Regions from separate parts of the Mus musculus genome. Here all the other regions are linked to region 1. The links are chromatin contacts, called in public Hi-C, HiCAR-type, HiChIP or PLAC-seq and promoter capture Hi-C maps. All regions are on one chromosome and are shown on one strand. The core of a region is the stretch at or near the end of the contact, and the rest is flanking DNA. Distances in the headings are between cores, read along the strand shown. Region 1 holds the start of Krcc1 (lysine-rich coiled-coil 1). Region 2 holds the start of Suclg1 (succinate-CoA ligase, GDP-forming, alpha subunit). Region 3 holds the start of Dnah6 (dynein, axonemal, heavy chain 6). Region 4 holds the start of Tmsb10 (thymosin, beta 10). Region 5 holds the start of Kcmf1 (potassium channel modulatory factor 1). Region 6 holds the start of Retsat (retinol saturase (all trans retinol 13,14 reductase)). Region 7 holds the start of Capg (capping protein (actin filament), gelsolin-like).

Region 1 (3,800 bases), core at 924-3,423:
TCATTTTCACTAACTATAAGTGGTACAGCAGTTATTACTATATGGACTATCACTCTGTCTTTTGCACATATTAGAATCACTGGGGAAAAAAAGTGATGTGGAAACTGGCAGAAAGGTTGGTTTTGTTTTTTCCATGAAGAGTTGATTGTGATCTGACCATAGAACTAAAAAAATTGCATGTTGACACCTAAAAACTATTCTGGCATACTTGGTGACAGACAGAAATTTTAACACACACAAATTCAGATAAAAAATTTTCTCAGGATATTCTCGGTTGATTGAAGATACTTATTTGATTGTAATAAATTTTTATAACATTCTTACTACATGGAAGTGTTCATAAAAATGTTTTAAGGATACTATTTTACTCCTGTGCTACTTCTCCAAATTGTGAAAGGACATAAAATACAGATATCATGAAAAAAGTTACTTTTAGTGTTATATTTACAGGTATTATATATAGAAAAGGAATCTAAATTATCCTGTGATAGTCTGGCTTCCATTATCTTTCACACTGGAGACAAGGAGCAATATAAGGTAAAAGTACTAAAAATAGTTTTTCTGTTTCTTGGTGTTTTACTGAACTCTTCTGCAGTGGGGAATCAAATGCCACGATATAAAATTATTTCCAAAACTGCTTTAAAGATTTATCTCACAGGTGCAGGCTGTCTCAGGTGTGTAGTACCTATAACACACACACACACACATCTACTGGGGTAGTCTACAGCTTTTGTGTTTTGGTAAATGTGTTGGTGAGAATGTCAAAACTCTCCAAACCTCCATCCATAAAAAGCGACTTAAATCACAATTTAACACGGTGCCCAGTGTCAAGTGCCTGGGACACCCCTGCCACACTTTAAGGAAAAGCTCTGGCTGTCAGGTTTACTGTTTATTTTAGCCCTCAACAGATGACACGCCTCCGTGTTTGTGATGCTGGGGTCTAAGGAGTTCTACCCACAGTAGAGCTCACTCTTAAAAAGCTAACAAATTCTGCCCGGTCCCAGGCCATTTTTGTTTTTTTTCCTGAGGTAGTGTTTCACTCTATAGCTCGTGCTGGCTAGGAATTCTCATGTAGACCAGGATGGCCTCTGCCCCTCCACTGCTAGGGATTTAAGGCGCTCAGCACCACGCCCAACAAAGACTCTAACTATCCCCTCATTTTAAGCTTATTTCCCACAGCTCAGCGGTCTTTCAGAGTCTATAGAAGCAATTCTTTGAAATGTAACTGGGATGAAGGAGGCGCCTAACTTCCTAGTTCTCAGCCGGCAGAAGCAATGCCTAACCCTTGGGGAGTTTTCACCTCTCCTGTCTACTTCAGGCCTTCTCTCCTTACACTTTTTTTTAAAGGCCAAAGTCACTCGGAGCACTCCAGAACACAGCTCAGTTCTGCTCCTAGTCAGTAGGGTTGGAATAAAATCTTGCTTCTCGCCACTCTCACACTGGTCAAAAAATGCTAAAACTCGGGTTACTACGGTCAAGAGACGTCTGGACATTTTTTTCTAACTCGTCTTCCTGGCAATCCAGAAGCCTAGAAAAGCTTCGGGGTGATCCGTCCCCTCCACCTCACCTCTCCTCTTCCTTGAGGAAACCTGGAAGCTCCCACCCTCCTGTCCAGAGCTCCCTAATTCCCCACTCATGCCTGTCGCTAAGTGGCCTGCTGGGAAGTCTCCTGTCCACGCTCCTGCACCAAACCGAGGCTGCTCTCTCCCGGGGTCGCTGGAGGACGGGGATTCCTCACTGAACCCCCACTGCCCTCGGCTCGGCCGCCTCTTCTCCTAGCCCCCTCGGACCTCGGCTTCCTCGCCAGGCCGTGAGGTCCCTCGGCCATGGCGCCGCGGATGCTGAGGGGTTCTGAGGAGAGAGTCAGGCGCTCCGAGGGGGGCCGCGCCCGGCTCTCGTCGGCCATTTCGAAGGCGCGGCGGGGCGGGGCCGGGGCGCTCGGCCTTCACCAGGCCGCGGGAGTTGAGGGCTGGAGCTCGGGCCGCCCCCGCCGCCGGGCGGGAACTCACCTTCTCTGAGGCAGGGGCGGGCGTCTACAACTACTGTCCCCCTCCCCGCCAACAACGCCGGCCGGGGGTCAGAGGCTGCGGTGGAGGTGGCGGAGAGGCAGAGACACCGCTGCCGCCGCCGCCGCCTCCGCCGCAGAGCAGGCGGGGTGGGAGGGGGGGAGGAGGCGGAGACCTGACTTCCTGAGGGGAAGTCGCCGCCACCACCCGCGGCTGACTGGACAGCGCCAGCGCCATGGCGGCGGGGGCGCGCAGGTGCGCGTGCGCAGCAGGGCGGCCGAGCCCTCGGGAAATTTTCTAGCCCCGCCCTCCATGTGTGCTCCGCCCCTTCCCGCCATTTCGGACTAACCGGCTCTGTCCGTGTGGGTAGGAGCTTGGGTGTCGGTCCTTCTTGCCATTGGAGGAAAGAAACCTAGTGACGAGGTTCAGCCCGGAAGCCAAAGTGAGTCTGGAAATGTATGGATCCACCGGCCAAAATATCTAAGAAACGCACATCTGCCTTTCCTCTTTCTTGTGCTCTTATATTAAGACTAAATATTAAGCACCATCCCTGCTCATGGTACGTTGCTAGCTAGCATAGTCCATAAATTCCCTCTTAGATTATACACGTTCGTGCATAGTATTCCTCAAAGCACACACACGGTATGCTCACCATACACGCTCCTATTACATAGATACAACATCACACAGGTACTACTAAAGTATATTTTAGTTTTCTTTACATGGTCATTATTTTGTGTGGAGCGGAGTGAGGGTGGGGCTCCTTTTACCTTATGCACCCCAGAAGTCGAACTCAGCTTCTGGGGCTTGGCAGCACACCGACCCATGTGTAATAGGGTCTTACTTTAGCTCAGGCTGGTCCCAAGCATGGATTGAAGTAATCACTTAAAAACCTCAGATGGACTGAGAAGCCCAGAGTTGACTGTTGACTGCTGAAGCTTCTGATAAGGAGATCCACATACCAGACCCGCTAGCCTCTCCCACTTCCTGACTGCAGGGGAACTGACCTGCAAATGGAATCTTCCAACCCCAAAGCTCCCTCCCTCCGCCTCCCCCCCCCCCTTTCAGTCCTACAAAACCCAACCCCTTACTCCCCAACACGTGCCACTTGGGCATAGTCTCACTTCCCTGAGAGACTGCAGCCCTTCAGTTCTGATTAAAGATCAGTTCTGTTTCAGGAGATGTCTGTCTACCCTTCATTTCCACTCGCCTTCACCAATCCCTTTCTATCATCTCTCAGTCTCGCAAGGGCTGAAATTTAACGAGTGAGCCAGGAAGCTCCACTAGGGTCTTTGGTTTTTAAAGCCGAAGACTGCTTTACTCCCAGGCTGGCCTGGAATACAGGATCCTTCTACCTCAGACTCCCAAGTGCTGGAATTAGAAGCCCCTTCACCCACTGGACCATGTTAAAGGCCCTGCTTCCGGTTAATACTACACTACTGTGTAAGTCAACAGGCTGCACTTGCTTCCGTTGCCAAGCATTGCCACTCCCCGACTGCCTAATAAACTCCGTCCGTAAAAGGCTTCACACAGAGACAAGCAGTCCATTAATGATTCCACGCTTATTAATAACACAGGGACAAGAGAGAACCTGAGGTTTTGGTCTGTGCTGTAATTAGACAACATATAATGGGCTATTATGTGAGTGACTTTCTCTCTTCCCTCTACCCTTTAAAAATATTTATTAATTTTATTTTTAAAATATTCTGTATTACATAAAAACTTACAAAGAAATAGAAACGTGGTGTTCCTAAAGATCTGCTCATAATCGTGTGTGTGTGTGTGTGTGTGTGT
Region 2 (3,800 bases), core at 427-2,926, 2.0 Mb before region 1:
CACAGCACTTACTGGCACAACTAATGCCTTCCTTCCCTTCTATTTGGAGCACATTGAGGTATCCTTTTAATCAGTCAAGAAGGTGCTCCAGAAAACGTTCCCAAATACACTCAACTCTTTCACATTTGGCAAAGTTACCAAGTCGGACCTCTGTCCTCAAATGACCTGGCAATGAGGTACAGCTACTGGGTGCACACTTATCCTTGAACACTTTTAGGATACCCAAGAAAGAAACTAAGTCTCACCTACTATCTGATGCGAGAGGAAACAAGATGTCACAAAGAAAAGAGTGTTACATGAGTGTCTATTTCTGAGCAGTAAACTGACTCACTTATTCTACACAATGAAACCAAACCACTCATTACTTCTTAACATCTCCTAGATCTGGATAAACCTGACAACCAATCACTCATCACAGTTTTAATCGGCAATCATTTCTCCTGTTAGTGATAGGCAGGACAATGCTCTGCTTCACAAACCAAGCTATTACTTGAGAGATGTTTGTTTGTTTGTTTGTTTAGTAGGCTTTTGTTTGTTTCATTTCGTTTTGTTTTCAAGACAGGGTTTCTCTGTGTAACAGCTGTGGCTCTCTTGGGACTCATTTTGTAGACCAGGCTGGCCTCGAACTCACAAAGACCCGCATACCTGCCTCTGCCTCCCAAATGCAGGAATTAAATGTGTGGGCCACCACATCCATCGAGAAATCACTTTTTAAAAAAAGACTATTATACACATACGAATGATTGGCCAGACTTCAAAAACGACATGACCGGTTCCCAAGCTGTTTCCTATCGTACCTAACACAGAGACTTTGAACGCAGCACTACTTTTCAAGAGTCAGCATTGCAGGATAGCAACCCTGGGAGATTGGTTCTCAGAAACTGAGGTGTTCATTGGAGTCTCGTAAAGAGCGACACATCATTGGTCAGCTTCCAAGCTCCTACGGGGCCACGTTGACTCTGGGTGCAGAAACCACCTTTCCGTTGGCCCTACCACTTCAACAGAACGGTCAACTCCAAGTGCAGAATCTTTCGGGACAAATTACAACCTCTTCAACCCGGGGGCTCACACTCCCAGCAGAGTTCATCCTGGACCTCTTTAGCCTTGGCTCCAAGTAAGGGCCAGCCCAGAGGCCACCTCCACCTCACCCCCCCCCCCCCGCCTCCACACACACACACCCCGTCACCGAGGGAACTAGGATATTGTTGCCGTGTCTGCAGGGCGCCCTGCGAAGTGCATCGGCCGATCCACGACCCCATCGGACAAAGCCCCCTCCACCCCCGAGGTCTGCCACTGGCGTTTGGACCGGTGGCTCCCTCGCCCCTTCCGAGGGCCCGCCCGGAAGAGCCCGGACACCGCCGGGGCCAGAATCAGGAACCCGAGGTCTACGCAAGCATGGAGGACAGAGCCGGGCCGGCACGACTCACGGAGGAAGGTGCGCGACAACAGGCGGGCGGCGGCGAGGCCGCTGCTGCTGGAGACCATGGTTGCAGTGGCAGCCGCAGCAACTACTGTTGCGGTCATCCCCCAATGACACTCTCAGGACCCCGGGACCTTGGCATGGGCTCAGGCTCGCGCAGAAAGGTGTCTAGAGGAGTAGCCTGAATATCTTACGCTCCTCGGAGTCTCTTCTCAAACAGTGAACGTTACAAGTGGAAAAGAACAAGAAGGATGACGTTTGAAAAGCAAACAATAGCTCTGTTCTTTAGTAGATGTGGGCTTGGGTAACCATAAACATAACGGCAATGTGTGGGACAGCCCATGAGAGGCCCGGCCGGCGCGTGGTGTTGTGGGAAATGTATTTTTTTTCCGAGTAAGCAGCGTGCTGAAAGGGAAGGGGTTGGAAGCGATTTAAACTCCGGCGTGGGCGCCCAGGAAAAGCCGTGACAAACGCTGAGGGGAGGCGCCGGCAGCAATGCTATGTGCCAGACCGTGATCCTGCACTTTGTTTTTTTCTGACCTGTTACAGAGAAGATTGTACTCCTCTTGTCCTCCCTGTACGGTTCCGGAAATTATCCGCACTAGTGGCCGGCAAAAGAAAAAAGGAAAAGTGACCAAATACTTAAAATTAAAAAGCCCCTTAGCTGACAGTTTCCTGAAGCAGGAATCTCTTTATTAAACAAACTGGCGCACTGCCTTCGACTAATGCTAATTATTTACTAATGCTAATTATGCCTCTTTCTAAAATCCTAAGGACTACAACTCGAGATCAAATAGGATTTGTGCCCAATTGGAACAAATTATTCACTCCACTCTTTTAAAACCTTAGCAAGTCCTTGAGCCAAAGCACCACGTTTCTTGTCTAAAACCGCGTTCCTAAGATTCCTTATCAGTATAATCAATAAAGTTATTTTAGCTCAGTAAGGTCGTCATTATAATTCGCACCATTCTCATGTGTACTTGTCTTGTAGATCCTGCCCTTGTGGTAAAGTTAAATATCAGTGCTTTCCAAATAGGTCCAGTGTGAACATTTTTTTAAAGATTTATTTATTTACTTATTATGTACAGTGTTCTGTCTGCAGTATGTCTGTGAGCCAGAAGAGGGCACCAGATCTCATTACACTTGGTTGTGAGCCACCATGTGGTGGCTGGGAATTGAACTCATGGACCTCTGAAAGAACAACCAGTGTTCTTAACCTCTGAGCCATCTCTCCAGCCCGCGAACAATGGTTTTAAGGAGGAAATTTTTCACTGAATCTTTACTTAATAATTAAGCATTTTGTTTCATTTATTTAACAAAATGTGTAATACATAGTATATATAACATATAGTATAGATTGTAAATATGTGTGTGTGTACACTATATTGACAACATTATGCTGATTGGACCAAGTGAGTAGTGGATAGCAGCCAGTTTGAATTCATGGGTAACACGTAAATTCAACCAAAATTCAAGAACCTTCTAACTCAGTGAAATTCTTAGGAGTGCAGTGGTTTGGGGCATGCAGAGCTATCCTTCTATTGTAAAGTTATTGTGTCTGGCCCCTCCCACTGGAAAGAAGCACGGTGTTTACTGAGCCTGTTTGGATTTTGGATGCAGCACCCTCTTCACTTGGGTGTGTGACTCCAGTCCATAGTGACTCAGAAAGCTACTAACTTTAAGTGGGGCCTGGAGCAAGAGAACGCTCTTGAAGAAGTCCAGACTGTTGTGCAAGCAAGCACACTACCACTTGGCTCAGGTGATCCAGCAGACCCAATGGTACTTGAGATCTCAGTGACAGGCAGGGATGCTGTCTGGAGCCTTTGGCAGGCCCCTAGGTGAGTCACAGAAGAGACCTTTGGATTTTAGAGAAAGGCTTCATCATCATCTGTAGACAATTCTCCCTTTAAGAGGCAGCTGTTAGCCTGCTATTGGGACTTAGTTTGACAATGGGACACCAAGTTACTATATAACCTCAAGGTACTCTGTAAGCTGCTCATCATGCACTGGAAATTATCTGATCCACCAGTCATAAAGCAGGATGTGCACAGTAGCAATCTATTAATAAATGGAAGTGGTATATATGTGATCTGGCCCAACCAGGTCCTGAAGGCACAAGCAAATTACATGAAGAAGTTCTCCAAATGCCTATGGTTTCCACTCACATTACAATGCTGTCTGCTGCCACACACACACCTATAGCCTCAAGGTATATCCCCTATGATCAGCTGGCTGAGAAGAGAAGACTGGGGCCTGGTTCCCTGATGGTTCTGTACATTATGCAGGCATCACCCAGAAATAGACAGCTGCAGCATTACAAACTCTTTTGGGGACAACCCTGAAAGACACCAGTGAAGGGAAATCTTCACTGTGGACAGAG
Region 3 (3,800 bases), core at 382-2,881, 1.9 Mb before region 1:
TGAGGCTTGGGCTTCTCTCTCTCTCTCTCTCTCTCTCTCTCTCTCTCTCTCTCTCCCTCCCTCCCTCCCTCCCTCCCTCCCTCCCTCCTTCTCCCCCTGCGCTTCGCCCTCCCCCACCTCTGATGGTGGTCTTGTGGAAGTTTGAGTACAAAATCCTACCTGCCCGAAGAAGCCCTCTCCAGCACACAGCGTGCAGCCTAAAGTGGAGAACTGAAGGCCTGGGAAGGGACAGCACCCCATATAAGGACATGCGCAGGAAGTCAAAAAGTGGGGAGAGAGGCTGAGAGCCTGAGGCTGTGCGGCTTCCCAAGGATCCAGGGCTGCCCTTTCAATGCTATCCATCCTGCTGCTTGGATGCCTTACTTAGCATGCCTGATGGGTCTTTCCTGTTTATCTTTCTCCTAACATCCGACCTTCGTCATTAAATAAGACCTTTGCTGCTAAATTAGTGTGCACTCATAAAATGTGTCATGTTAAATTTATGAGCTTCTAAAAAGCCAAGTTGCCAAATATATATATATATATATATATATATATATATATATGTATGTATGTATGTGTATGTATGTATGTATGTATGTATGTATATATATATATATATATGTATATATATATATATATATATATATATATAGTGTTTAAACACTCCCCAGGGCCAGTGAGATCGGTCAGCAGTCAAAGGCACCTGCTGCCAGGCGCAATGACCTGACTTTCATCCCCGGCAGCCACATAATGGAAGAACGGATCCGAACTAAATTCTCCTCTGGCTTCCACATACACACTGTAGAACCTACACACACACACACACACACACACACACACACACACACACACACAAGCACTCATGCGCGCACAAAATAAAATGTTTTGTGAAAACTGTAATGTGTTCCCTGAAAACTTCACATGACAAGAGACAAAATGTCAGCCCAATACTCAGGGCGCGTGTGAGGAGAGGTGGGGTAGATTGAGTGGTCTGTAATCTATACTCCAGCTCTGTATAATCTACTTGACGATAGGCGGGCTCAAAGGCGCACTCTGTTTTCTCGGCTTCTGTTAGCGGGTGGCTATCCAAGGCACGGTTAGAAAGCGGAGGAGAAAAAGAACGTAGTTCCAGCAGTGATCACGACATTTTGTAGGTTGAAAAGCAGCCTCTGCCAACCCGGGAAGCAGTTCCCCAAGGTAGGTGAAAGGGCTTCCATAGTTCGCCCAACCTTCGCCTGAGGCTCTTGAATCTTTCACCTCAGCATTTTAAGATGTGGGCGAACGTCAAGTCATACTCAAGCCTCTTGAGAAACAACAGATACCTACAGAAGGTTGGATTGCAGATCATGGATCGTCCAGAAACGAAGGAACACATAAAAAGACGGGACCTCCTATGCCTGCTTGCCCAAGCTGCCTGAGATTTCCATTCTAAAGCAGGAATCCTCCGGGTGGGGCCTGCTCCCTGACAACTAATGACGTCAAATACTCTGGGAACACCGATTGGCTCAATTACTTGGCGCGCTCCAGGAGAGCGAGAGCAGCTCCTCGAGACTGGCTGGCAGCGACTGACCGGCTCCTCCTTAGTGCAGTAAGCGTCCTTGGTGGCCCAGTGGTTGCTAAGCAACGGGAAACATTTTCTCCTGGGACTAGACTTCTGTTCCCAGACCAGGTATTGCTGGGCCTCTGGAGACCCTTCGGGAACGCTGCTGTTGAACCGCTTGGTGAGTCCATTGGAACTGAACTTTGGGCAGAGTCAGACACTCAGCAACCCCTCCCCAGGGATAGAAAGTCTCAGAAAAGATGGATTCAGTGATAGCTTCCTATCCCGGGGGACAGGAAAGCGAGGACTAGAGATGCTAGGCTTGCCCAAGACTACATACTGACTGTTCAAATCTAGACCTGTCCTGTTCATTAGACGCCAGGTATAAATTTACCCGGAAAGATAAGACATAGCCCTGCCTCACACAGCACCGTTATGCGTTGAAATGATAGTTTAAATATTAAGTAGAGCACATCATTAAAGTCAAGACCTTTCGTTTCTCATAGGCTTACTTGAGACGTTAAAATTGCATAAAAGACTTTTGATTTCTATTGGCACTGAGCCAGATTAAAATGTAGGCATGTCCACACCTGATTCAAGATGTTTTGTTTGTTCATTCGTTTGTTCTCTCTCTCTCTCTTTCTCTCTCTCTCTCTCTCTCTCTCTCTCTCTCTCTCTGTGTGTGTGTGTGTGTGTGTGTGTGTGTGTGTATACACCTGTGTGTGCACCTTTGCATATGAATATGGGAGGCTAGAGATTGATACTGGACTGTCTTCTTCAATTGCTTCTCCACCCTGTTTTGAAAAAACAGAGATCTCTCACCGAATCTGAAGTTTGGATAGCTTGGCTTGAAGTCCCTGAGCAGCTGCCAGCCCCTCCTTCCTGCCCCAGCCTACAGCCACCACCATAAATGCCCCCACAGAAACACTCCCCCAAGCAGCTCAACCAAAGCCACTTGTGGCCTGGAAGGCCTTCCCATCCCAAACCATGGACCCAAAGTAGGGAAAGGGGGTTGAAAAGAAAAAAAGCCACCAATCCATGGCTGGCTAGGATTCACCTGTGTGCCTCTACTCCCCTGTGCTTTGGTTACATGCAACACTTCCATGCCTTGCTTTTTACATGGGTGCTAGGGATCCGAACTCAGGTCCTTATGCTTGGTGTCTGTTTGCTGTGTATGTGTGTGTGTGTGTGTGTGTGTGTGTGTGTGTGTGTGTGTACTTGACACAAGCTAGAGTTATTTGGGAAGGACTCCCAACTGAGAAAACACCTTTGTGAAATTGGCCTAAACACTTGTCCGTCCAACATTTTCTTGGTTGATGATTGACGTGGGAAGGTGCAGTCTACCACAGGCTGTGCCACCTTTGAGTAGGTGATCATGGGTTGTATAAGAAAGCAAGCTGAGCAAGCCATGAAGAGCAAGCCACGAAGCAGTGTTCCTCAATGGCCTTTGCTTCAATTTCTGCCTTCGGTCCCTGCCCTGACTTCCCTTCAAGATGGACTACAAGCTGTAACATGAGGCAAACCCTTTCCTCCCCAAGTTGCATGTGGTCAGTGTTTTATCACAGCCATAGAAACACCAAGACACTCGTCTAACAAACAGTTTACAGATGGAGCCATCTCCCCAGACCTCTTACCTGCATCTATAAAACCAAATTCCTGGGGAAACGTTATGTGTACTGGATCTGACAAATGTAGTGCTCAACATCCTTCTCTTTATCCTTCCAAATCCAAGCAGGTGCAGGCCCAGACCAGGGCTTCTTCAAGCCAGGCAAACATCTCAGCTGTTATCCCTCTAGTCCCAGCACTCTGTGGGGAAGAACTCTGACTGGTTTTCTTTGTGGGGGGGGGGGGAATCATGTGAATTCAGTTCTCCCTGGTCCTTAATGCTCCCTCCGCTCCCTCCGTCTCCCCTCAGTTGTCTTGTCCAACCTGACCTGTTATTAGACGCGTTCTCACGACCGGCCAGGAAGAACACCACAGACCAGAATCTTCTGCGGCAAAGCTTTATTTCTTACATCTTCAGGAGCAAGCGTGTAAGAAGCAAGAGAGCAAGAAGCAAGAGAGAGAGAAAACGAAACCCCGTCCCTCTTTAAGGAGAATTCTCCTTCGCCTCGGACGTGTCACTCCCTGATTGGCTGCAGCCCATCGGCCGAGTTGACGTCACGGGGAAGGCAGAGCACAAGTAGTCATAAGATACCCTTGGCACATGCGCAGATTATTTGTTTACCACTTAGAACACAGCTGTCAGCGCCATCTTGTAACGGCGAATGTGGGCGCG
Region 4 (3,800 bases), core at 691-3,190, 1.7 Mb before region 1:
TATGTTAGGCAAGCATCTATCAACTCAGTTATATCTCCAGACCGGCCACAGCTGTTAAGCACCTTTGATGGTGTTTTCTTTCTGGAAAGGAGCCGCTGAGCTGAACTTAGCAAGTACAGGGAATGCCTGCAAGTCGACTTGATGATCCTTTGTTGGGAATCCTGCATCTCTTCTCTATGCCTACACCTAGAAGAATCAGATTTCTTCCCTCAATAAAGAGAAAAGGGATTGGAGTTCACCTTGGATGCAACCTTGTACAATTGGACATTTATGCACTGACTTCAAGGTGAAGCCCAGGAAGTCCAAACCTAACTTAAGGTTAGCATTGCATCCAGCACGGAATCCAGAGATACTATCTCTGGATGTCTGGATAGTTTTATGTTCAAGCTTAGCAGATCCTTCAACAAGTAGAGACTGTTTCAATCTGCCCAGCCCTGCTTTCGGTTTCCCAGATTTCCTGGACTTTGGGTAAGAGCATGTGACTACATTCTAGGCCAAGGAAATGAAGACAGAAGTGATGGAAGCGACTTCTGAATCTGAGGCTAAATTCTAGTGTGACTTTTCATCCTCCTTTCTTTCCTGGTCCACTGCCTGGATATAGAAGATGGAGGGGTCCAGAATAACAAGAGAAAGGGGGCCTGAATACCAGTCACTATGCAATAAAAAGCACAAAGCCAGGCATGATAACACAGGCTTTTAGGCCTAACATTCAAGAAACAGGCCAATCTCTATGAGTTCAAATCCAGGCTGATCTACATACTGAGATCCATAAACATATGGCTACATAAACAGGTGACGCCCTTTCTAAAGAAAATAATTTTTTAAAAAGGAGACTAGTACAGAAATCACAGGATTGTGTTACATAAGAAACAACTTTCTTTAAAAGATTTATTTTTATTTTATGTGCATGAGTGTTTTATGCACACCAAACTCATACCTGGTGCCCAAGCAGGCCAGAAGAGGATGCCAAGTCTCCTAAAACTAGAGCTACAGATGCTTGTAAGCCACCGTGTGGGTGAGCCCCACGTGGATGAGACAACTCTCTACAACCCCCACCCCCACTAAACTGTTATTACTTCAAGCAAAGATATTTTGCTCTTTGTCTGTCTATCTGAACCATGAAGTTTGCCGTTCAGGAAATGTTTCTCCTCTTTTTCTTCTATCAGTAGAATATGCTCTATATTCAACACAGGAAAAGGGATGGGAGTGGGGATGGATGGCGTTTCAGCCCTGGGTGATATAATAGAACTCACTGTCCATGGGGGTTGTAGGAGCTGAAGAGGTAACTTTTTCAGGAGTGCAGTATCCCACTCCTGGAATGGGTTAACAAGAAAAAGCAAGGTTTGCAGGCACAGGAGCTTTTTCCCCTCTTTTTCCTTCTAAAAACCACATTGAAGGTTAACTGAAGGAGAAAAACCGCACCCTCCAGTACAGTGTTTCTAAAAGGCCACTGAGAAAAGGAACAGCGGAGCCCTCCCGGGAGTCCTAGCTCCCACCTCCGCCCTTAGACAATGCCTGAAAACAGCTTGTTTTAAGAAGCACCAACCACAAGAAAATAGAAAGAAGGAGACTCTGGAGAGCAAACGCAAGAGACTTGAGGCGACGCGGGTGGGGTGTCTCCCGCGAGCAGGGCTGCAGCAGAGCGCGCGTGCTCGCCCGCACACCCACAACCCTACACCACACATACATTCAACAAAACCCCAAGTCCTTCCCCGCTGCCCCCCCCCCCACGCCCTTCCCGCGGGGTGAGCAGCAGGCTCCTGGGTACTAGGAAAAGGAGATATATCAAGAAAAGAGACCACCGGGAGCTGGTGCCTGCCACCCTCCACGCGGGATCGCAACGGGTTAGGAACGCGGGCCGAGAAGGGCGGAGCCCCAGGCAGCCTGGAGATGCTGAGCGCCCCCCAGCCCCCGCGCGCGCTGGCCACGCCCTCCGCGCGGGCTGGCCACGCCCTCGTTGCGGCGGGCGAGAGGCGGGGCGGGGCGCGGTGTATATAAGACGAGGGGCGGGCGCCGCTCTTTTGTCTCTTGCTGCAGCAACGAGAGTGGGAGCACCTGGAGCGCGAGCTCGGAAGGAGAATCCACGGTAAGGCACAGCGCCGGCCTTGGGGCCTACCCTGGGTGGGGTCGGGCCAGTTTATGGCTGGCGGGCGCGTTCCCCTTCGGTTGCAACAGGCGACCCGGCGGTTTGGAATCTTCTGGGGCTAGCAGGCCACGCCCTGGGGCTTCGGAGGGAGGGTGTGGTGGACGAGTCTAGGATCCTCGGCCTCCGGGCTGCGGGAACGCCCAGGACTGGGAATGCCACGTTGAGAGGCGTTCGCGGAAGGCGCGGGATCCAGGACGCGCTGGTCACCCCCAAGCCCCTGGCCACCCATTATCACCTTGTTTCGCCCATCAGAGTTGTAAGAAAATGGCAGACAAGCCGGACATGGGGGAAATCGCCAGCTTCGATAAGGCCAAGCTGAAGAAAACCGAGACGCAGGAGAAGAACACCCTGCCGACCAAAGAGAGTAAGTGTGCCCCGGGTTCCCACCCCAGCGCTCCTCCCTTCCCTGCTGTGCCAGCCCGGCACCCCCACCCCCATCCGGCCACTATCTTCCCACCCCGAATCTAAGGCCACAGCCACCCTTCCAGTCACACAAAGCACTTTGTCTCTTCCAAACCCCTTCTCTGTCCGCAGGCCTCGTGGGTGCCTCACCCACACCAGGTTTGTGGGTTGGGTATGGGGGGCTGTAAGGTAGCTCCAATGACCACATCCCTCCCTTCGCAGCCATTGAACAGGAAAAGAGGAGTGAAATCTCCTAAAAGCCTAGGAAGATTTCCCCACCCCACCCCACCCCGCCCCATCATCTCCAAGACCCCCTCGTGATGTGGAGGAAGAGCCACCTGCAAGATGGACGCGAGCCACAAGCTGCACTGTGAAACCCGGGCACTCCGAGCCGATGCCACCGGCCCGCGGGTCTCTGAAGGGGACCCCTCCACTAATCGGACTGCCAAATTTCACCGGTTTGCCCTGGGATATTATAGAAAATTATTTGTATGATTGATGAAAATAAAAACACCTCGTGGCATGGTTGGCGTGGTCTGAATTTTTTAGTTGAGTATGCGTGGGCAGAGCGGTCTGGGAGTGAGTTGTGCCGCAGGGAGAGAGGAGGGGACGTGGTAGAATGGGTGAGGAGGATGTATCGTTTTTATTTTTGTTTTACGTGCTTCTCGACATGCGGTTTCCTGGGTTCTCAGTTGCTTCGCCCTTAATGCGATCCATGTCAATTTTAACCCCATTTTGAAAAATGCTGTCCAAAAGATTAAGCTTTGCTTTTGATCGGCTCTTCAAATCCTACCTTTTCTTCTGCCCTCTTAACCTTTCACGCACACCAGAAGCAGTGATTTGTTAAAGTCTGAGAGGAAAGGATGCAAAGAATCATTCAGGAATGTGGGAAATTGGGCGAGGTCGGGGTCCATCCCTCAGACACAAACACACGAGGTTTTCTATTGGGTGTTAACAGAATGAGGTGAAATAAAAACAAAGGCCAGATAAAACCGCATTATATCACAACTTGCGGAACATCTTCAGAACTGCAGCCACGGAGATCAGCCTAGTTTTTTGTCTCTGAACCTTATGCGAATGCGTTAGCCATTATAGAGGGAGCATAGGCTGAGCTGCCTCCCAGACAGATCCTCTGAGGGTGGAAGAGAGCAGCGGGTGCGTGCGTTGTGGCGGCAGAACTGAAGGAGGTCACACCCTTTCATGACCCACAGGGAAGGGGTGGGACCAGCACAGTGGGGCTAATGGAGGAGGA
Region 5 (3,800 bases), core at 635-3,134, 1.6 Mb before region 1:
GCTAACCCTACCGGGCAGTGGTAACACAGGCCTTTAAACCCAGCACTTGGGAGGCAGAGGCAGGTGAAAAAAAAAAAAAAACTAGCTAACCCTTCAATACAGTAAGACTTGTTTTTAATGTTTCTTCCCCTAGCATCATGCCTGTACACAACCCTGAGTGACTTTTCCGTAGACTTGGGACTTGGGGCACACTTCACCTCACAGCTCCAGCCCCTTCTTCCTCCTCAATAGTCTCCTTTCTATTTTCACCCAGTTTTTTCCATACTTACTGGTATTCCTTTCTGGAAGTGTTGCTTTTGTTGGCTACTCTAAATGCTCCAGCATTTTTACAGAACTGCTTACAAACTTTGATACAAATTTATAAAAAACCATTATTCACCACCTGTGTATGCGTTAAGAGCTGCTAGCCTGACTTTCACAGCTCAAGTTCAGGGAACTGGCTTACACCCAGGATCACTTGCCAATAATAAAATGTGTAGGGTTGTCAGAAAGGACCCACTAACCAGGATGTCGATCAGGCTAACTACAAACCCTGCTCTCCCTTTGTAAGCCCTACTAGGCATAGTCTTCCTCAGGCCGGTCTGTAGTGTGCGGAATTCCACACCCGAAACAGAAATATTTGTTATCTAGTCCTCATTTAAACCCAAATTAGGTGGGGGTGTGGTGGAAGATGCCTTTCGTTCCAGCCCCTGGGAGATGGGAAGGTCAGAATCAGCTACTTGAGCAATTCAAGGACTGCCTCGGGCTATCTGAGGTCATGCCTCAAAACCACCCCCAATTTAATTACAGCTAGTTTCTTGGGTAGACAGGGATGACCTACTATGTAGTCTCTCGGATTAAGCCTTTTAGTATTTTCAAAACCAGACATATCTTAAATCATATTCAATAAAATATTGTAACAAATAGGGTCCTTCCTTTGCTACTCTACACGTCGAATCTTGGTACTGTATCTCTCCTGCATCTATTGATATGCTTGCCCTTTTTGAAAGTCACAGAAGCTAAGGCAACCAACGCTTTGTCCAGGTCCCACAGTCGGTGGAGGGTGGGCAAATTAGGAAAATCGCCAAAGCAAGCAGTACCTTGGACCCTAGTTTCAGTAAACTTAGCTGGGAACTTTGTCCAATCTCGAGACTACCAAGGCAAAATTAACCACCCAAAGCGAACCAATTTAGAGCGAAGGCTCAGCAAGGTTAAGTCACTTGTTCAAGGTTACACCGAGCATATCAGAACCAGAATCCCAGGGCTGAACACGTCTTAACTCCAGGGCGCGATCTGTTCTACCTGCGCCACGCCACCACTGACACGTGGTCAGGGGTAGTCTCAAGTGTTTGTCGAGTTAGCAATGCCTGAAGAGAAAGTAGCCTGTAAGGAGCCTGGGTGGAGGGAAAGACCTGCACACACAGCCGGAAGCAAAGTACCCCCGAAGCCCACCAAGTTTTTCCCGCAGCGCATTCGAGCGGGCGGCCGAGCCGGCTCGCTAGGCCTCGGCCTCCCCCTGGGTCTGGGGACCCGCGAGCCCCGGAGGCCCGACTGCCATTCCCTTCTGGGTCCCCGGCTTTCAAAGCAGCACACAAACACACACACGTCCCCGGGACGTCTGCGATGGCCCGGCCGCCGCGCGCCCAGGCGCTGGGGAGCCACGTCGGGGGCGTTTCGCGTCCTCGTCCTCCCCACGCGCAGCGTGGCGGGCCGCGGCTGGGCTCGGGTGCCTGCGGGACCGCGGCAGGACCGCCGCCAAGCACGGTCGCCCGCCGGCCGCGGGGCCTCAGGGCGGCGAGAGGCGGGGCGGGCGTGCGGGCGGAAGGAGGCGGAAGAGGAGGAAGAGGAGGAGGAGGAGGCGGCGGCCGGAGCCGGGAGACGGACGGGCGGGGGGCGGGCCGGGGGAGGGGACGAGCGGGATTTGCGGACGCCGCGCCGCTGCCGGGAGCCGGCGGGGGCCCGAGAGTGACCGAGTCACGGCGGGCGCCGGCGGAGCCGCGGCCGCGTCGGACCCGCCTCCTGGAGGAGCTCAGCCCCGGCCAGGCCCGGCCCCATTCCCGCCCCGCGCCGCCTCCCCGCCGCCGCCGCCGCCGCCGCCGCGGGAGCGCTCCCCTGCCCACCCCGCCCCCGCGGCCGAGCCCGGGAGTCGAGTGGGAGTCGGCCGGCCGGGCGCGGGCAGCGCCGGGAGCCCGCGGTGGGGGCACACTGCAGCCGGGAGCCCGGGAGGGGCCGCGCCGCCAGCGTCTGAACTAGGATGTCCCGACATGAAGGTGAGAGCCGAGCCCCCGCCCCCACCGCTTGGGCCTCGGCCTACCCCGCCCGAAGTCCGGGCGCCGCCGAGGGCAGCGGGGCACCGGCGGGGACGCGGGCCGGGCCCGAGTCGCGGGGCTGGGGAACCCGAGGCCACCGCGGCCCGAAGAGCGAGCGGGAGCGGCGGCCGCAACCGTGGCTTGCGGCCGCGGCCCTGAGCTGGGCCTGGAGCCGGAGGCGGGGCGGCCGGGCGGCCGGAGGCTTTGCACTGTCATGGGGCGGGAGAGGGGGAGGGGAAGCGGCGGGGCCCGTTACCGGCGGGAGCCTGGCCCTCGGGACACATACCGGACGCCGAGGCCCGGCCGGCCCGCCCGGGGGAACCGCGGGGCCCCGGCGCGGCCTAGCTGCGGCGGCTCCCGGAAGAGCCGGGCGCCGTGGCCGAGCCGGGTCTCGGGCGTGCGGCCGCGACAAGGGGGAGCGGGGTCCGGGCCCCGCGGGCGCGTCCGGTCTCTGGGAGACCGCGGGCGAGCGACGGCCCCGCCTGAGGGCCGCGGCCGTGCGGGCGGGAAGACGCCGCGGCTCGGGCTCGGGCAGCCCTCTGTGACTGGAGCTCGCCCGGCCTCGCGGTAGGCCTCTGCGCGTCCCTGGGCTCGGGTAAGCCAAGTTCCCGGGGCGGATCCAGCCCGGCCGCGGTGAGCAAACTCCCTGCTCCGTCACCTCGCCGGAGCGGAACTTGCTCCCGGCCGGTCCCGGGCCCTCACCCGCGTGCGCTGCCCACCGAAGCAGGCTTCCAGTCGGGGGGCGTTTGGACTTCCGCGGTGCCCTGTGGAAACACGCTGGGGTTCTGTGGTTAAGAATCAGACCACTCGCGTCCCAGCCCCACGGCACAAAGGCACAAGTGTTTTCAGGCCGATGGATGGGCGATGAACTGGCGAAAAAATAAGTTAACTTGAATTTACTACCATATGGTTTAGGAAGGGGGGAGGGGGCTATGTTCTCTTTGTTTCACTACAGCAGGTTTTACCTTTAAAAGTAGTCACCGACTTAGTGAAAAGTTTATTTCGGTACGGTTAATGGAAGATTGTATAAGTGACCTGAAAATAATTGAGTCCCTAAGATTTTCCAAATCCTGTATAGGTGTTTTGGAAGTGAAGAAAGTTTGAGGAGGCAGTTTATCGCCGAGGGAAGGGCATTCTTAGGGAAGTACAGACCTTGGCTTTTCTAAGGTGACAAACTCAGATCAATTAACATACATTTAGTGAAAGTTTCGGAATTTGCATTTCTAAAGGCAAGATTGTGATTGACTCTGATCATTTTATGTTTGGAGAGTTTTTATTTAAAAAAAAAAACCTAATGATAGGGAAGAGCATGGGGCATTTTTGATTACTAACTGTTAATGTGTTGGTCACTTTGAAATAAATAGCAGGGTACTTAATTTAGCCTCAGTCAGATGAAAAGAAATATTTGGGAACTCACCTGCTAAACCGTTTTATAAGCTTAATGGGAGTGTGTTCCTTATCACCGCACTTGAAAAAAGTCTTCATTAAGGTTGTAGTCAAATTCCATTTGGA
Region 6 (3,800 bases), core at 760-3,259, 1.3 Mb before region 1:
TTGATACCTTTCAAAGGAAGTAGGACTGACTCAGCTAGCTACTGTAGAACAAAACCAGAAAGATGGCAACTGCACAGGGCTGTAACGTCAGTTCTGTGAATGCAAGCGAGGAAAGAAAAGGCAATAAGGCTCAGGGTGGGGGCTGGGGACGCTGGTGGTTCAGGGAACTGGGTTTCTTTGGAAGAAGCAAGGTCTCTGAGTGCCAACGGAGGTGGAGCAGGCAGAGCTGCTCAGAGGCTGCTACTCTGAGAGGTCACAGCACCAGCCTCAGAAAAGGAGGAAGGTTGGTGTGCCGGGAACCTCACAGAACCAAACTGGAATGCACGGTCAACACAAGACCTGGGATTTGTTGTTTTCTCCCAGTCTTTTACTTCCTTTCCTCCTTTATTTACTTACTTTCTTTGATTTTATTGATTCGTGTTTTTTAAGACACACGGTTTCACTACACATGTAGCCCTAACTGGGCTGGAACTCCCTATGTAGAGATCCACCTGTCTTTTCCTCCCCAGCGCTGGGATCACAGGAATGTGCCACTATGTCCAGTAAATCTGCTCATTAAACATCATTGCCCAAGGCCAAGTGTTCACAGCTTTAGTCTCAGCACTCAGGAGGCTGAGGTGGGAGGATCTCAGTGAGTTCAAGGCCAGCCTGGTCTATATAGCAATAGCAAGTTCCAGGACATCTAGAACTATAGAGAGAAACACTGTCTCAAACAACTAAAAACTAAAAAAAATAAAATAAAAAAAAAATCTCCATCCAAGCCATGGTGGCTCACATCTGTAATCCCACCATTTGTAATCTCTTGCTGATGGTGGTTGGAGAATCACTGTGAATTTGAGACACACTTGTCCTGTATAGCAAGTTATAAGCTAGCCTGGGCTACAAGTATGAGACCTGCCTCTCCCCCAATCCACAAACAATAACAATAATAAAATAACTGGGTGTGGTGCCTCTTAGGAAGTAGAGGCACAAGGATCAGGAGTTCAAAGTCAGTCCCCAAAAAATAGTGCAGTTAAGGCTAGCCTAGGCTTGGCTAAAATTTACAAGTCAGAGGCTCCTGGAGGTCAAAGAGGTGATCCTTGTTTGTTTTTTGAAAGTTTTGCATTTGGGGGTTTTGGTTGTTTTGGGGTTTGATGTGTGCATTTAGACAGGGTCTCATTGTGTAGTCCAAACTGGAATTAAATTGTTGCACCACTATGCCCAGCTCCAACACTTCCGTAAAACGTTGAAAGGCAGACATGCTGGTGCATGCTTGTAATCTATCTCATCATGCTGGGGACAGAAGAAGAGGGCTGCTCCGGGTTTGAGCCTGGGCTGCGAAGAGAGTTCAAAGCCAACTCCAGTACAAAAGTGAGACCAGTCTCAAAAACACAAACCTTGGGAGCACTCTACACGTGCTTTAGAGATGGTTCACTGGAGAGTGGAGTTCTTATCCCTAGCCAGTACTGAAATTCCGAAGTTATTATCAAGCTTCAGTTCTATGAACTGGACTACATTTTGCCTGCAACCCGCTTGTTAGGAAAACTTTCAGTGCTGCTTCCCTGTGCCCCCGAGCATGCACAGAAGTATAGGGAAAAGTTGGCTCCAGACCCAAGTAGGGGAAAGGTCTCTTATTCTGTGTAAGCCGTGAGCTGAAAAGATTCCAACTGGCGGGGCTGGAATTTGGCGTGCCAAGGGTAATGCCTGCACCCTTTCAGAAGCAAAGAACACTAAATTATGGAACCTCTGTGTGCAAGAGAAGTTTTCCCAGCACTTTACTAATGGGGAGACATGAGCAGAAGGCCCGAGAGCAGGCCTGAAACCCATCAGTTGACCTTGTTTGAGAACTTTCTTCCTAGCCTCCTTGTCGGTCACCAGGGGTTCAGGCGGTCGCTTGACATCCTCGGCGAAGGGGTTCGGGGAACTTGCAGCGTAAAGGCCCACGTAGACCCTGTGGAGGATCACCAGCAGCAGCACGGCCAGCAGCAGAGCAGTGATCCACATGTTGCTGCCAGGGCTCGGAAGACCGCGTCCTTTCCCCGCTGAGCTCGGCTTTTATAGCTGAGGCCCCGCCCCTCTAGTTCGTCCTTGGAGTAATACCAGACTTGGAGGAGCCGAAGCATTTTGACTCACGCCTGCTCAAAACTGATGAAGATTGTCCATTATGGACCTCCGTATGATCTTTGCAGAGCAGGAGTTCAATTGCCTAATGGGAAATGTAGTTCTAGCGCGAGACAGGCGACACTGCACGGCTGCGCGAAAAGGGGGATGTGGGATCCCCCCCTTACCGGAACGCTGGGGACGCGTCCGGTGAGCAAGGGGTCTGGTGAGGGAGGTGAGGGTGAGGAGGACGATGTCTGGTGGAAATGGTCACCGCGGGACCACAACAAGGATGAAAGTTGCAGGTCTGAGAGAGATCCTGTCTGGGAGGCAGAGAAGACCTGGGTTCTGGTGCCTTTTCCGTGTTGGATTCGCTGGAACCTCGGAGGCAGTTCATTGCTTTCCTCCCCTCTCCTCTTCCAAGCAGTGACAAAGTTTCTGTGCCCACACAGCCTCTGTCTGGGTATCTGAGTTGAGACCTTGTTGAGACCTGCACAGGAGCTCTCCTAAACCTGTGTCAGCCCAGGACTGGCAGCCTCACACCGACGTTATCCCTAGGTGGATTCCCCTAATCGTAACTACTCTATCAGGCTCTCAAAGTGCAAGCCACCTAGGACAAGCCTCAAGAAAGACTAAGTCAAGGATCATCCTGTGTGTTTATTTGCATTTAAGGACGCACCAGCTTCTAAATCAGCTTTTCAGAGAGTTTAAGCTCCAGCAGACAGTCTAGATATCCTACCATCTTAATGTTGCCCTTTGAGGAAAGTAGGTCTGAAATACGTACTTGACTTAAGAGGGATTTGTTTGTATAGGAGGCCCATTTCCTCAGGTACCCACTATCAGGAGGAATGACTTCGTAACTTTGAGTGTTTTGTCCTTGTTTTAGGCCCCAGCGGTGCTCCAGTCCGGTATGTAAAGCAGGTCATGCTTCTATGCTACTTGGTTCGTTTTCCCCACAGTAACAGGAGAGCCTTCCCGAGACTTTGTCAGTCCTACCTGTGACCCTGCCAGGTTATCTGATGTGTGTGTATCTTATGCTGTCATTTAGGCCGAGATGGAAGGAAAGGAAAAGAGAGGTAGATGCTGAGGTTCTGGGGAGGGGGGGGGGGAGCTAGTTCCTGGGGTGTTTCAGGGAGGACGTTACCACCATCCTCTCTAGATCACAGGCAGCCAGGCGTCGAGCCCAAAAGCTGTTTGTTACTGGCAGTCAGTCCTTGGGGAATGTAAATCATAGTCCCCTAGTGGAGGACTGGCTCCGTGGAGGGCCTCCCCACTGACTTAGTCCTCTGAGTCTGTGAAGTATGACTGTCAGTTGTGTGAGAACCATCCACTCTCATTTTCCCCCTCGATATCAGGGGTTGAGCCTCCTTTGCTGCCACTAGGTTACAGTCCCAGCCTTTCCACACTGACTCTCTGGTGTGTGGGTGTGAGCATGCATGCCCATATAGGAACAGAAAGATCAGGGGGACTGTAAATTGCCTGTTCTGTCACTCTGTGCCTTCTACCTTTGAAGTTGGTAGAATTGCTTCTCTGACTGAATGTGGAACTAGGCCCAGCAACCAGCAATCCTTTTAATTCCATCGACCAGAGTGCTAGGGAGCCAAACTCAGGTTTTTACCCTGAAGCAAGCCCTCCTGCCCACTGAGTCATCTTCCCAGCCCCTTGTGTGTGTGTGTGTTTTTTTTTTTTTTTTTTTTTGGTTTTTATCTGGGTGAGCAGAG
Region 7 (3,800 bases), core at 717-3,216, 1.3 Mb before region 1:
ATCCCTGTGGGCACACGTCAACCCTAGCTGTCTGTGGGATAAACGACCGCTCGGTAGGCTTAGCTCCTGTGGGAGTTTTCCCAGCCCCATTGTCACATCATCCTCTGCTTGCAGGTTTAGAGCACATCTGGCCACCTTCTTGTGCTAACAACAGCAAGGCACACCTGCTACCCTATCACAAGCATTCATGACAGAGTCTATTATTCACTTCCATTCCTTCAAGATCTGTTGGGGGGGGGGGGCTCAGCATGAGGAGTAGTCCATGCCTTATGGCCTACCTAGAAGGTTCAGGAAGTGGGGAGCCATCATACCCAAAGAAACCACAGACCAACTTCCTCCCCATCAGACCGTCACATAATCACAGACCGGCATTAGAAGAGGCTTTAGTGCTTAGATAGTCCTTAGCGCACACGAACGAGCCCTCTTCTGTGGCTCACTTCGCCATCCTCCTCTTGAATGCTTCTGGTGGTGGGAAACTCACCACCTCACAGGCAGCCTCTGTGTCTTTCACTGGGAACGGGAAGCATGCCGGGAACCAGACCCAGGGCCACAGGGCACAGCTGGAAAATGCTCTACCACTGAGCTACATCACAGCTGGCCACCTCTGCTGAGGACTCCGTTTTCCCCCATTGTGCCACAATGTGATGAGTTTTAGGGGCTGGCTTTCTCCCCGAGACATGAAAGCACCTTTGGAGCAGGAAGCTGAGTTTGCCTATGGACCTTTGGACACACCTGACTGTGCCCGGAAAAGTGTCTGATTGTCCTAACTTGCTGAGATCCAATGACTGGACTAGATGAAAACCAACGGGATTGCTTAGGATCTCGACATCCAGGCAAGGCCTGGAGCAGCCTTGAAGCAGAAAGCCAGAGGGCAACGAGGCCCATCTGACTGTCGTGAGCAGTGGGGGGGAGGATGTGTGCCCTGCTGGCTAACTCTGGCTAGAATACCTTTTAAGGACACACTGGGGGCTTAGAAGTGGAGTCCACTCCTACCTCCAACAAAATGCTTGATCCTATCAATGTGCATCAGTGGCCCAGTACTGAGGAAAACTGGGGCTATTTTTGCCCTCTTGGACCCTGACTCACAACAGGTCACTTCCCCTCAAAGACCATATCCGCCCCGTTAGTGTGAGCTGAAATAGCGGCCCTAGGGAGGAAATAGAGGGCCAATTCAAGAAGCCCAGGACTTTCTGACTGTGGCCAATGTCTCTTAGAAGTGGGAACAGCAGTGGCTCTGAACCCCCAGGACAGGCCAAAGCAGATCCCGCTCCCCACACCCCCAGATTCTACCTTCATCTCTCTCCACACTGGTCCCCAGCCAACCCTCTAACTGGGGGCTGGCTGACTGTCCCTCAAGTAGCTGAACCTACCTTGTTCCTTCTCAGTTCCCTTCCTTCCAGTTGTCTGGGCCCAGGATAGTGCTATCTTGGGGACAGACACCACCAGATCTGAATTCACCTCCCGACAGGTTGATGGCTTCTGGGGATCTCTCAGGTCTGACACCACCTCCTACAGACCAGGATGAGCCCAGACCCTTCAGCTCCTCCCCAGCAGCTAGAACACATCCCACCCACACCCACTCAAGACTCTGCAGCTGCAAAACTACAGCTAATGACCTGAGCTGACTTACGCCTGGGGACACCGTTCCCACCTGTTCCCGGACCCTAGCAGCCAGCCCTCACCTACCCACTCATGAGAGTCCTAGTCCCTTCTCTACAGAGCCCTTCCCAGTTTTACCTCTCCACGGGCCTTTTCTTCTCAAACTCGTCTCAGCTTGCCCCTCGATAGCTAGCTTCTAACTTCCCTCTTCGCCACTGGGCTGCCCCACCCACCTGCCCCACCCATGGGGAGGCTCAGTACTCAGAAGTCTAAGGGCTCAGGAAAGCCAGCTCCAAGGCTGGGCCATGCGGATGGAAGGCTGCTATTTCTCAGACATGGTCACTGGGAGGTTAAAGCCTGACTAGGTCTCATCACAGCGGCCTCGGGCAAGGCAGATTCTGAACAATTTAAAGAGTCAGACCAGCAAGGAAAGTCCCATTCCACTCACTAGCCCCGGCAGAGGCCTGAGTCTGCTCAGGCCCTGCTGTGGCTGGTTAGTCACTTTTCCTGGGTTGGGTCACTGGCCCTACACTACTTTTTCCTCCTCCCCCTGACTAGTTGTCTCATTGCCCTGAGTACATGTGATGATGACCTACTCCTTCTCCCTCCTCCTCTTCCTCCTCCTCCATTCCCCTTCCCCTCCTCCCTCTTCCTCTCCTTCCTCCTTCCTTCTCCTCTTTCTCCTTTTGGTTTTTCAAGACGGGGTTTCTCTGTGTAGCCTTGGCTGTCCTGGAAATCTCTCTGTAAACCAGTCTGTTTTTGAAGCAAAGTTCCAAGAGAGTGTTTGAGGCCCTGACACATTCTCTCTCTGTGTGTGTGTGTGTGTGTGTGTGTATGTGTGTTCATTTTGGTGTTTTGTTTTCGAGACAAGCTCTCATGTAGTCAGGCTAGCCTCTAAAGGCAGCTCAAACTGGTCTTGAACACTTGACCCTTCTGATTCCCGGATGCTGGGATCACAAAAGTGCACCATCGTGACCAACTGTTGTTTGGTTGTTTTACTGAGACAGCGTCTCACTTTGGCACCCAGGCTGCTATGAAACTAAATCTGTAGCCCAGATTGGCTTCAATGCTATGAGAATCCTGCCTCTGCTTCCTGAACACTAGTGATTTACATGTAATGAGGCACCACACAAGGTGTCTTGAAACATGAAGTCTCTCTATGCCCCTTAGCTAGGCATGGTGGCTCTTGCCTTTAATCCCAGCACTCGGGAGGCAGAGGCAGGTGGATCTCTTGAGTTCCAGGACAGAGGGCATATGGTTTCAAGCTCAACCCAAAGCAACAGCCGCTCCCTTCGCACAGTCACAGGACCATAATATAGAATCAGTCTGATCTAACTTGCTGGCCCCAGGAAAGCCTTACCCTGGGGCACAGCCCGAAGTCACATAGAAAACAGGACGCTCAGTCAAGGAGGCTCTTATTCCCTCCTAATCCCTAGGTCAGCAGTTCTCAACCTCCCTAATGTGTGACCCCGCAATACAGTTCCTCATGTTGTGGTGACCCCCCCAACCATAACATTATCTTCCTTCTACTTCATAACTGTCATTTGCTACTGTTATAACTCGTAATGTAAATACTTTAGAGATAAAACTTTGCCAAATGATTCATGACTCACAGGTTGAGAGGTTCAGGAATATTTGCACCTAAGGAGCAGCTACAGTTGGGTGACTCAATGTCCAGGGACCCTGACAGGCCCATCCTGGAAGAATGTTAGTCAACAGTCAGATCCATAAGTCCACTAAGCCATAGAGTTTAGTGTTCAGAGTCATGGCCCTGGCCCAGGTAGCACCGAAGCAAGCTTGCTAATTATCCAACCATCAGACCAGCCTAACCTATCTCGGAGGCTGCTAGGGGAAAGCCTGGAGAAAACAGAGCACAGAGTGGATATGGGGAGTTGGTATTTGCTTGCTCATTTGAGACTGAGCCTGAAGACATAACTCAAGCTAGCCTCAAATGTGTGATCCTCCTGCCTCCATCTGAGGACTGGGATTACAGTGTACACCCCCATGCCTTCTAGATAAATGTGTTCTGTGTGCTAAAATACCATGAGAGAGAGAATTAACTGTTTTCTCAACATTAAATGCAGTCACTGGGACGGTTCAGTGAGTAAAAATGCTTGCTCTGCAATGATGGCCACAGTTCGATCCTCAGAACCTATAATAAAAGGACAAAATGGTTCCTGAAAGATGTCCCCTGAAATGGT

Evidence for each region. Promoter capture Hi-C pulls out the DNA fragments that hold promoters and counts their contacts. Hi-C and Micro-C count contacts between places; a contact is called where the count stands out from the background. HiCAR-type assays count read pairs that join an accessible place to other places. HiChIP or PLAC-seq counts read pairs in DNA pulled down with a chosen protein or histone mark. Capture Hi-C pulls out chosen DNA fragments and counts their contacts.
Region 2: a Hi-C map of regulatory T cells shows a contact between it and region 1, with 14 times the contacts expected there. The contact joins the promoter of Suclg1 here to the promoter of Krcc1 in region 1. A contact is called at or near these places in 3 of 39 promoter capture datasets (liver, neutrophils and pre-B cells), 2 of 484 Hi-C or Micro-C datasets (muscle stem cells and regulatory T cells), 1 of 115 datasets of contacts at active chromatin or transcription factors (pancreatic cancer cells) and 2 of 9 other capture datasets (adipose tissue and liver).
Region 3: a contact with region 1 is called in a HiCAR-type map of fibro-adipogenic progenitors, with 4 times the contacts expected there. The contact joins the promoter of Dnah6 here to the promoter of Krcc1 in region 1. A contact is called at or near these places in 2 of 39 promoter capture datasets (liver and neutrophils) and 1 of 115 datasets of contacts at active chromatin or transcription factors (fibro-adipogenic progenitors).
Region 4: a promoter capture Hi-C map of liver shows a contact between it and region 1, with 3 times the contacts expected there. The contact joins the promoter of Tmsb10 here to the promoter of Krcc1 in region 1. A contact is called at or near these places in 1 of 39 promoter capture datasets (pre-B cells), 2 of 115 datasets of contacts at active chromatin or transcription factors (bone marrow-derived dendritic cells and pancreatic cancer cells) and 1 of 9 other capture datasets (liver).
Region 5: a promoter capture Hi-C map of neutrophils shows a contact between it and region 1, with 6 times the contacts expected there. The contact joins the promoter of Kcmf1 here to the promoter of Krcc1 in region 1. A contact is called at or near these places in 6 of 39 promoter capture datasets (erythroid cells, hematopoietic stem and progenitor cells, liver and 2 more), 1 of 484 Hi-C or Micro-C datasets (erythroblasts), 1 of 115 datasets of contacts at active chromatin or transcription factors (astrocytes) and 2 of 9 other capture datasets (adipose tissue and liver).
Region 6: a promoter capture Hi-C map of neutrophils shows a contact between it and region 1, with 4 times the contacts expected there. The contact joins the promoter of Retsat here to the promoter of Krcc1 in region 1. A contact is called at or near these places in 6 of 39 promoter capture datasets (the HPC-7 cell line, erythroid cells, liver and 2 more), 3 of 484 Hi-C or Micro-C datasets (B cells, CD4 T cells and muscle stem cells), 1 of 115 datasets of contacts at active chromatin or transcription factors (pro-B cells) and 2 of 9 other capture datasets (adipose tissue and macrophages).
Region 7: a contact with region 1 is called in an H3K27ac HiChIP or PLAC-seq map of microglia, with 5 times the contacts expected there. The contact joins the promoter of Capg here to the promoter of Krcc1 in region 1. A contact is called at or near these places in 1 of 39 promoter capture datasets (pre-B cells) and 2 of 115 datasets of contacts at active chromatin or transcription factors (microglia and pancreatic cancer cells).

Annotation. Positions count from the first base shown.
Region 1 is chr6:71,270,050-71,273,849 of GRCm38.p6, reverse strand. It overlaps Krcc1 (lysine-rich coiled-coil 1), which reads right to left and starts at 2,173. Exons shown (of 3, transcript NM_001354706.1): 1 at 2,010-2,173. It overlaps Mir8112 (microRNA 8112), which reads right to left and starts at 2,179; the gene lies at 2,049-2,179.
Region 2 is chr6:73,246,381-73,250,180 of GRCm38.p6, reverse strand. It overlaps Suclg1 (succinate-CoA ligase, GDP-forming, alpha subunit), which reads right to left and starts at 1,676. Exons shown (of 9, transcript NM_019879.3): 1 at 1,428-1,676. The coding sequence starts at 1,524. Gm38834 (a long non-coding RNA gene) reads right to left here and starts at 1,418. Exons shown (of 2, transcript XR_869182.3): 1 at 798-1,418.
Region 3 is chr6:73,219,462-73,223,261 of GRCm38.p6, reverse strand. It overlaps Dnah6 (dynein, axonemal, heavy chain 6), which reads left to right and starts at 1,631. Exons shown (of 77, transcript NM_001164669.1): 1 at 1,631-1,703. Gm40377 (a long non-coding RNA gene) reads right to left here and starts at 465. Exons shown (of 3, transcript XR_869180.3): 1 at 160-465.
Region 4 is chr6:72,956,623-72,960,422 of GRCm38.p6, reverse strand. It overlaps Tmsb10 (thymosin, beta 10), which reads left to right and starts at 1,940. Exons shown (of 3, transcript NM_025284.4): 1 at 1,940-2,086; 2 at 2,399-2,510; 3 at 2,771-3,076. The coding sequence starts at 2,411. The coding sequence ends at 2,805.
Region 5 is chr6:72,898,063-72,901,862 of GRCm38.p6, reverse strand. Kcmf1 (potassium channel modulatory factor 1) reads left to right here and starts at 1,884. Exons shown (of 7, transcript NM_019715.2): 1 at 1,884-2,249. The coding sequence starts at 2,234.
Region 6 is chr6:72,596,811-72,600,610 of GRCm38.p6, reverse strand. Retsat (retinol saturase (all trans retinol 13,14 reductase)) reads right to left here and starts at 2,009. Exons shown (of 11, transcript NM_026159.5): 1 at 1,815-2,009. The coding sequence starts at 1,983. Elmod3 (ELMO/CED-12 domain containing 3) reads left to right here and starts at 2,198. Exons shown (of 12, transcript NM_001253692.1): 1 at 2,198-2,289.
Region 7 is chr6:72,547,439-72,551,238 of GRCm38.p6, reverse strand. Capg (capping protein (actin filament), gelsolin-like) reads right to left here and starts at 1,966. Exons shown (of 10, transcript NM_001042534.3): 1 at 1,738-1,966.